Regions from separate parts of the Mus musculus genome. Here regions 1 and 3 are each linked to region 2. A link is a contact called in public promoter capture Hi-C data. All regions are on one chromosome and are shown on one strand. Each heading gives the region's core, a stretch centred on a gene start, on an enhancer-like site or on the middle of the called end of the contact. The rest is flanking DNA. Distances are from core to core; before and after follow the strand shown. Region 1 holds the start of S100a11 (S100 calcium binding protein A11). Region 2 holds the start of Crct1 (cysteine-rich C-terminal 1). Region 3 holds the start of Lce1d (late cornified envelope 1D).

Region 1 (2,755 bases), core at 40-2,539, 500 kb after region 2:
CAAGGGCCATGATTTTAGAAAATCGTGTAAGAAAGTAATTTTTTTAAAAACATGGTGCTAATGTTTTCAAATAAGGAAAATGGGAAAATGGTCACATCATCGGCAGAAATGGAAAGAGGGTGGATCTAATTATTTTTTGAATTATTGTTGGAAACACAAGAGTGTTTGTTTTGGTTTGGATTCTAATTTTCTTATGAGACAAAATCCTACTCTGTAACCCAAGCCGTTCTGGAATTCACTAGGTAGGCCACAGGCTGGCCTTGAACTTGCAGTAGTCTTCCCTCTTCAGCCTTGCACATGCTGAGATTATAGGCAAGGGCCACCATGTCTGACTTCAAGGGTTCCTAAACAAGAGACAGGAACTGTGACTGGTGAAATTGGGGGAGCAGAAACCAGGAAGCATTCACACAATGCCCTATTCACATCTACTCTGCAAGTTGTTCTTTTTTTTGGGGCGGGGGGTGTCTCCTTAAGGGCATCACTCTATGTGATAGACATTCTACGTGCCTTTACTAAGTGGTGAAGGCAGCATGGCTTGTTTATAGATGGGAAAATGGAAGCTCAGAGGGGCCAGTACTTGCCAAAAGTGCTGCAGTGATGTTGTGGACCAAGGATTAGAAGCTGGAAGTTTGTCATACAATTCCCAACTTTATTGAAACACAGACAGGAAAATGCCGCACTTGCACAGGGAGATGTTTAGCTGCAAGAGTTTTCTTAACTGTCATTTTAAAACTTGAAAGCAGGGTGAAAATTATCTCTAGACAATAATCACCAATATTCTGTTGGCAATAATCACTGCCCTTAGGTAGGCCAGATGGTGCACACCTATAATCCAGCACTTGGGATGCGGGGGTAGGAGGGTCCTAAGTTTGAGGCTAGCCTGTGCTACATAGAGAATCAAAGTCAGCTTTAGCTACTCAGGAATACCACGTGTCAGAAAAATTTAAAAAATCACAACTGTTTATTAAATTTCTTCAGTGTAGCAGGACAGCCCCAGCTCCTAGGGACCTACTTGATGAGCACGACTCACATTCTTTCTGCTTATCTGACCTGAACTGCAAATGGACACGTGCATAGAAAAAGAGCTAGGGGCATGACTTCCCCTAAAGCCAAAAATCTTTGAGATTCCAGGGAGAGAGGAACAGAGACCTGTTGAGTCACAGGGACTACAACCAGTGAGCTGAGTCTAGAGCACCGACATGGGGACAGGCCGAGGCCTGCGGAGGGGCGGGGGCCGGGGCGGGCACAGCCTGAGTCAGGCTGAGGGGCGGGACCCGGACCCCGACCGCCACTCCTGTCCCAGCCACCGTCAGCCACAGTCGCAGCCGGACCTCGCTCCTCAACTTGGTAAGCATAAGTTTTTGAACTTTTTAGATTTTTTTCTTTTTAATGAAAACAACAAAGAGCTACGCATGCTCTTGGCTGGGTGTATCTTGGACTAACGTGTGGACGTGGCAGAAAATGGATCGGGAAGATGAAACTGTGGGAGGCAATTAGAGAAGAGTGGAGGGCACGAGGAAGCCCTAAAATTACACCCTAATAACAGCCTGTGGGGAGAAACGGCGGTCTTTTGTTCTCCCGGGCAAAATAAGTTCTAGGCTGGGTGCGGCTGCCTAACTGGCCTGAGCCCGGGCTGGGTGCGGCCGCTAGACTCCCTGGGGCCGTGAGCCCCTGAACCCAACCAGTGGCGGCCGCCAGAGAGCTGCAGACTCAGTGAGAACTTGGGGCAGCGTCGCTAGGCGTTCATGAAGACTAGAAAGAAAGCGGTTCAGAACGTAGCCTTCCTGAATTCTGGGGGACTCAGCTGCGGGGAAACCGCAGGCAAACAGCCAAGACATACAGATGAGAAACCGGAGCCTGTTGCAGCCATTGGAACCACAGACAGGAATGTGGGAGGAGGCCAGTCCCTCCCAGCTCGCTCTTTTCCTCTCCCCCTTACTCCACTCCCAGCCATCTTTTTAGCCACTCCCTACATCACCTGCCTGTCTCCTACCTGCTACTTCAGTTCCCCTCGTTTCTTTAAAAAATGTTTCCAGTAATTCACATCCCCTCCAAAATCTACCCCTTCCTTTGACTCTTCAAAGAGGATCAGCAAATGTTGGAGAGAGGCCCAAGTGCGTTTTTGCCCTAGTCCCAAACTAATTATAGATTTTTATGTTTTTAAATGGTTGGAAGACATTCAAAAGGAAAAGAATCCCTTGTAATGCATGAGAATGGCATGAAAATCAAATGTATAGAGTTTACAGGCACCGCCACACCCTTTTGCTTTATGTATCCTCACCCTTGCTGCCTGACTATGGCAAGAGTGATAAGATCTTATGGAGCATAAAGAGCTAAAAAATATCCACAGCTGTCCCTTTATTGCAAATAACAGCAACAGAAAGCTTGCGGACCCCTGCTTTGGTGTGTCAGTCTTTCATCACTTCCTACTTATTGTTTCCTTCTTCCCCTTTTCATCACACAGGGTACCTAGGGCCCAGCACCAACAGGTTATGAGGTGAAAGGAGATAGATGAGACCCTGAACACTTGAAGGAAGAGCTTTGGTGCTGGTTGAGAAAGAGATAGTTGGTGTGGTTCCCTCTTTTTCACATATTTCTGTCAAGGGGAAGCTTCCCTGGAACGTTGGGTGTTTAGGTTGCGTTTTAAAAGGATCTCACTGCGTCCTTTCACAGTGGGGTTTTCCTTGCTGTCACTGTTCCCATCATGCAAAAGGGCGATGGTGTGGGCCGTGCCCTCTCTTTCAGCCGCTGCTCC
Region 2 (2,700 bases), core at 159-2,658:
GCACAACCTCCTGCCCATAGCGTGATCTGAAGTCCCACCCCTGACTTGTATCCCCTGGGAGGAAAATCAACGTTAGAGGACAGGTCTAAGAACAGGGTGAAGTTTCTGAACATCAAAGTGCAGTTAGCTTAAGGGAAACCAAACTCCTAGGCCGGTCCTTCCTGTTACTACTATGGAGGACTGGGTGAGAGCAGCAAAGACGCTGTGCGATGCCAGCTGTTCCGGAGAAGCTCTGTAGGCTTTCAGCAGCCACCGGAGCAGCAGCCTGAACTCTGATTGTTGCAGGAGCGTTGAGACCTTTGGCTTCCTCCGCAGCAGCAGCCGCAGCCGCCAGAGCGCTGTCGGCGGCGTCTCCTGGGAAAGCAGCAGCAGCCGGTGGAACTGGAGCCGCAGCAGCCAGAGTCACCACCGCAGCCGCCCCCGCAGCCCCTGCAGCAGCCTCCGCCACAGCAAGAGGAGGAGGAGGACGCGGGGGCAGGAGTCGGGGCGGGGCAGGGGGCGGAACTCTGGGAAGACCCTTTGGAAAAGCCTTTGGCGCCCTGTTGAGACATCTCGGCGTTTGTCAAGATGAATCTGAAAGAAAGACAATCTTTTTTAAAACCCCGCCTTTTCTTCCCTATAGTGGAACACAGAACTTTAAGTATTTGCCTTAGAGAAAAGTCTGTCTGGCTTTGGGACAAGAGGAATAAAAGAAAGAAAGAAAAAGAAGGGAAACAAAGAAACAAACTCAAACAGGAGCTTCCAGTGGTGGAGGCACAAAGCAGGAAACAGAATTTGAAAAGGATCAGTGCAGTCTCCCTGACTGACATTAGGACCATCCAAGAGCTCCATGATGGAAAATAAAGAGCATACGGCTGCAATTTATCTATATGACTCAATCAAAAATCTCTTGGCTTCAGCCTTTTCCTAACTGTACTTTGACCACGCAGCTCTTTCAAGTGGTAATCTCAGTTAATATCGTATAAGCATCACATCGGTCAGAAAACACACAAGTATTACCTGTGTCCCTCTGTCTTGGGTATAGAGAATTCGAAAACACAAAAGCGTGCTCTGCACCTTCTTTCTTGCCTGTCCTTCACATTATAAGGAAAAGGCAGAGAATAGGAATAACTTAACCAGGGAACCTAAAGACCCGGGTTACTCAAAGCTCTTTACAGTCTGGAAAACCTTTCAAAGGTCAGCGCCATGCCAAGCCTTTGCATCTTCATAGGCAACACAAAAGGCTGGCTCACTGGAAGCCAGATTCCAACAGCTACATTCTGGCTGCATCCTACTTCCTCCTTTCTGTCTTCCATTCTCCCCAGCTTCCTCCCCCAGACACCCCGCTTAGATACTTACTAGACCTTGGCTCCACAGGAAGACTCACTCAGTTCTCCAACTGGAACTTGACACCTGCTAGGCAGAAGACTGAACAGTGTATGGCCAGAGAAGCTTTTATAAGATTCCAACAAGTCCAGGTCCTTGGGAGGAGCCCATTTCTCAACAGACATGCTCAGCTGACACTTACATCCCAGAAGCATTCATCACTCAGATAGCACTGTAGGTGGTGCACGTGGACAACCAAGTCACTTCACAGAGGTGCCAGGATTGCTGTGGTGTGTTTACTTTTCAAACCGGATACTGTTCATAGCTGGGAGGGCTGTATGTGCTTAGAGAAGGCCTGGGGGGGGGGGGTCAAATGAGGAGAGGTCCGGGGTTCTCTCTTAAACACTGTATACACACACACAGCAGGAGGGGAGGAGAACACCTGCACTGTTCTACTTTCTCACACTTATTCATGTATAGCTATCTCCTTATCATTTATTGTCTTATTTGCATCTCTATGGCCCTTGGTTCTTGTCTTTCATAGCAGGCTGCAGGCTATGTGATGAACCCTCTGGCTTTTATCCAGATGCTTCTAGAGAGCACTGAAGGAAGATGATGGTGGGGATGGAAATCACAACGGTGGTTTCTTCCTGTCACCATTAACAGGAAGAATAGCCCAGGCAAGGTTAAGGGACCAATAAGACCAAAAGAAGTCACTTGACCATATTCCCATTATGTAACCCTGATGGATCGCAGACAAAAATGGTTGAGGAGTATAGGCCTATTGGAAAATAGTAAGCTGGTTAGCCTATGGAGCTCCTGTTTCTGATATCATCTCCTTAAGGATAGATTGTCCCTAGAACTACTGACAAATAGGAAAAAGACAAAATAAAACAAAACAAAATGAAAAGGATAAAATAAAAGAGCAAAGAAGAAAAAGGAGGAAAATAAAAGGGGGAACGGCCTGAAAGTTCCCATAGTAATTGTTGCGTTTCGATTAGCTGATTTATAAAACTGGAGGAAACTTTGGAGGTCAACTGCCTCTGATTCAATCATTGGAACTACCTGGTCACACCAACCATGAGTATGAGACATAAGAGAATCTAAGATTAAGAATTCAGGGATTAAGAGTGAGATAGGTTTTGGGGTGCATTGCTGGGTGTGGCATGAGGAAACAGACAAGGAAAGACAAGTCATAGAAGATACCCATTTCATTTACCATGGCTTTAGAGCCTGATTAACAGGTTGCTTACTGAACCAGAGCACCTGGCAAGAAGAGGTAAGACATTCCAAGAAGAGAGATCAATGTTAGAAAAGAGAAGGAAGTAATGAAGTACTAAGTTAGATGTGGGTTCTCCTCTGGAAAATTATGCAAAAGGTGAAGAAAACCAGGGT
Region 3 (2,700 bases), core at 69-2,568, 330 kb before region 2:
ACTGCAGCAGCCACCAGAGCTGCAGCAACCACCAGAGCTGGAGCCACAGCAGCCCCCAGAACCCAGGCTACAGCAGGAAGACACAGGGGGGCATTTGGGAGGACACTTAGGGGGGCATTTTGGAGGGCACTTCGGGGTCTGGCACTTGGGAGGGCACTTGGGGGTGCACTTGGGAGGAGGCTGGCACTGCTGTTGGCTTTGCTGGCAGGACATCTCTGCTGGTGAGTGCTCTGGAGCTGTAGGAGAGTAAAGGAGAAGTTAGAACCATGACCCTCCAGTCACCACACCCTGCATGCTTAGCATCCATGAAAACCATACAAACACCATCTCTAGTAGTTTCAGTTCCAATACACTCATCTCCTCAGGTCCTCATTGTCATGTATTGGGAACATCAGAAACTCATGTAAGTCAGGTAAGAACTGGCATATGCTCTCCAGCAGAGAATGATATATTAATGTTATCTTGAAAGGCTCTGAATCACAAACTTAAATGTGGCAGAGGAAACCTTCCCGCACTTGTCTTCAGACTGAAATCTCTGGATTAATGCATCGCTTCCAGGAGAAAAAAAATGCATTTTGAAACAAAGGCCAATCATTCTCTTCCATAACTTTCAAGCTTTTTTTTTTTTACCACACAAGTCACTACTGCAAAGAATCTGTGTTCCTATTGGATAAGTAAAGTGATTCCCTCAATGAAATGTCTGAAAGTTTTCATAGGAATATGGGTATTTCCTATAGACTAGGACCATGAGACCCTGCTCTCTGACAAGCTTTCACATATGCTAAATTCCCTACCTGTTCAACAGGATAGCACCGCCAGAGTGGGACTGGCAGTATTCCTGTCATTCCTGGAAGTGTGTGAACAATCCCAAACTTTTAACTCTGGGTTTTACAAGTTCAAAGGAGCACCTACTACCCTATCCATCCTCCCTCTGCTGCTTCCTTTCAATGCTGGGCCAAGGATGAATTTCAAAGTAGCCCTTTCAGGTTTGTTTAAGGTGCACAAACTGCTGTGCTTCAGGGTTCTGTTGTGACAGATTCACTCTAAAGAGAAGGTAGCTCTCTGCAGAGCCATTGGTTATGTGACTACTGTCTACTCATTCTTCCCATTGGCGTTAAAGTGCCCTTTTTTTCTACCCATCATTCTGGTCTCCCCTAAGTCTTCTGTAAGCATAGCCCAAGGGCTCTGTGGCCCTGCTAGTCTCTCCTCCATCTCTCATCTCAGCTTCCCTCTGGTACAAGCCATGCTATTGCCCCCAGTGGATACTTACCAAGACGACAGGTAATTCAAGATCTGTGGACGCCTCAGGAGAAGTGGATGGAGGTATGCTGTCCCTCAGTCCTTTTATACTGATCCTGGGCTCTGCCCTGACCTGTGAGACAGTGACTGGGCATGGATGGCCCTGTCTCCTGACACCTTCCTTGTCTTGTGACTGGTGATGACCAAATATTCCTCACCAGGTTTGCTCCATGAGTTCAGGGATGCTTGAGCCTGGACTATGGTTTCAGCATGAGGAGAGGAGGAAGTAGATAGATGTCATCCTTAATTTCACATACTTAAAGAGTATCAAACTTAGGAACTACTCATTTTTCAGTTTATCTCACTCACTGCCTATAGCATGAGACTGCAGTATTCAAGCCAGCCAGCTATATAGCTATGTGTAGTATGCCAAACCATGTGGTTGCATCAAATAGTTAGACATCTGCAGGGGCAAAATCTAGGATGAGAAATCTGAGCCTTGTAGGGGACCAGCTAAGGCTGTGTTTTGAAATATTTTTGGCCCTAATATTTCCCTTTTTAACTGTACTATTAAAGTATTAATGAAAATTAGCTTAATGCTATTAATTTTAATAAAGTATTAGAAAATAATAACAGGGCTTACTAGAGAAAATTAATTATGGCAGATTCTTCATAGATGTCTCTTTTGACTTTCTGAATAAAGAGATATGAAAACTCTTCTTTAAGAAAAATAATTGAAAAACCGGAGAGACAGTTCAGTGGGTAAAGTACTTGATGTATAACCATATGATACTGAACTGGGATCTCCAGAAATGACAGAAACATCAGATGCATAGAACATGCCTATAATCCAAGTGGATTGATATAGATCCTGGGTGATTTTGGAAGATCTAAGACCAGTTAAGTTGCCTAAAATAGGGAGCATACAGTTCTATAAGAAACCATGTCTCAAATAAAAAAGGGGCAGAAGAGATCAAGACAAAACATCCTGATGCAACCCCTGGCCTTCTCATATTCCTACATAGAACATGCACCATCTGGCATATGTACACTCACTATACATCAGACAGGTGCACACAAAAATTAAAATAATAATTATAGGTATGTTCTCAGTAGTCATACTTCTTATACAGGAACATGTTATGAGAATACTCATTTTGTAAAATTAATATATACTACTAATTAAAATATAGCATTTTTCTCTGGGGAAAAATGGGTTTTATTATTTGTCAGGTGGTTTTACATTTTTTAGGTGGACTGCTTCATGAATTTTGTATCATCTTGCACATGAACTATGGTAATGTTACTTTATTACTCCTGAGTTAGCAAGCATGCTGCAGAAGAGAATACATCTTATTGTTTTTACAAATGTGAGTTGTACTTTTAAGTTTTGTGTGTATCTGTGTATGTGGATATACATGCAGGTGTCAGCGGGTGCTGGAAAAGGATCTTAGATCCACT

Evidence for each region. Promoter capture Hi-C pulls out the DNA fragments that hold promoters and counts their contacts.
Region 1: a contact with region 2 is called in a promoter capture Hi-C map of embryonic stem cells, with 2.2 times the contacts expected there. The contact joins the promoter of S100a11 here to the promoter of Crct1 in region 2. A contact is called at or near these places in 11 of 39 promoter capture datasets (the 3T3-L1 cell line, cranial neural crest, embryonic stem cells and 6 more) and 2 of 115 datasets of contacts at active chromatin or transcription factors (embryonic fibroblasts and large pre-B cells).
Region 3: a promoter capture Hi-C map of embryonic stem cells shows a contact between it and region 2. The contact joins the promoter of Lce1d here to the promoter of Crct1 in region 2. A contact is called at or near these places in 6 of 39 promoter capture datasets (cranial neural crest, embryonic stem cells, liver and 2 more).

Annotation. Positions count from the first base shown.
Region 1 is chr3:93,519,207-93,521,961 of GRCm38.p6, forward strand. It overlaps S100a11 (S100 calcium binding protein A11), which reads left to right and starts at 1,290. Exons shown (of 3, transcript NM_016740.3): 1 at 1,290-1,347.
Region 2 is chr3:93,014,278-93,016,977 of GRCm38.p6, forward strand. It overlaps Crct1 (cysteine-rich C-terminal 1), which reads right to left and starts at 1,409. Exons shown (of 2, transcript NM_028798.3): 1 at 1,339-1,409; 2 at 1-573. The coding sequence starts at 551. The coding sequence ends at 243.
Region 3 is chr3:92,685,892-92,688,591 of GRCm38.p6, forward strand. Lce1d (late cornified envelope 1D) reads right to left here and starts at 1,319. Exons shown (of 2, transcript NM_027137.2): 1 at 1,271-1,319; 2 at 1-236. The coding sequence starts at 213.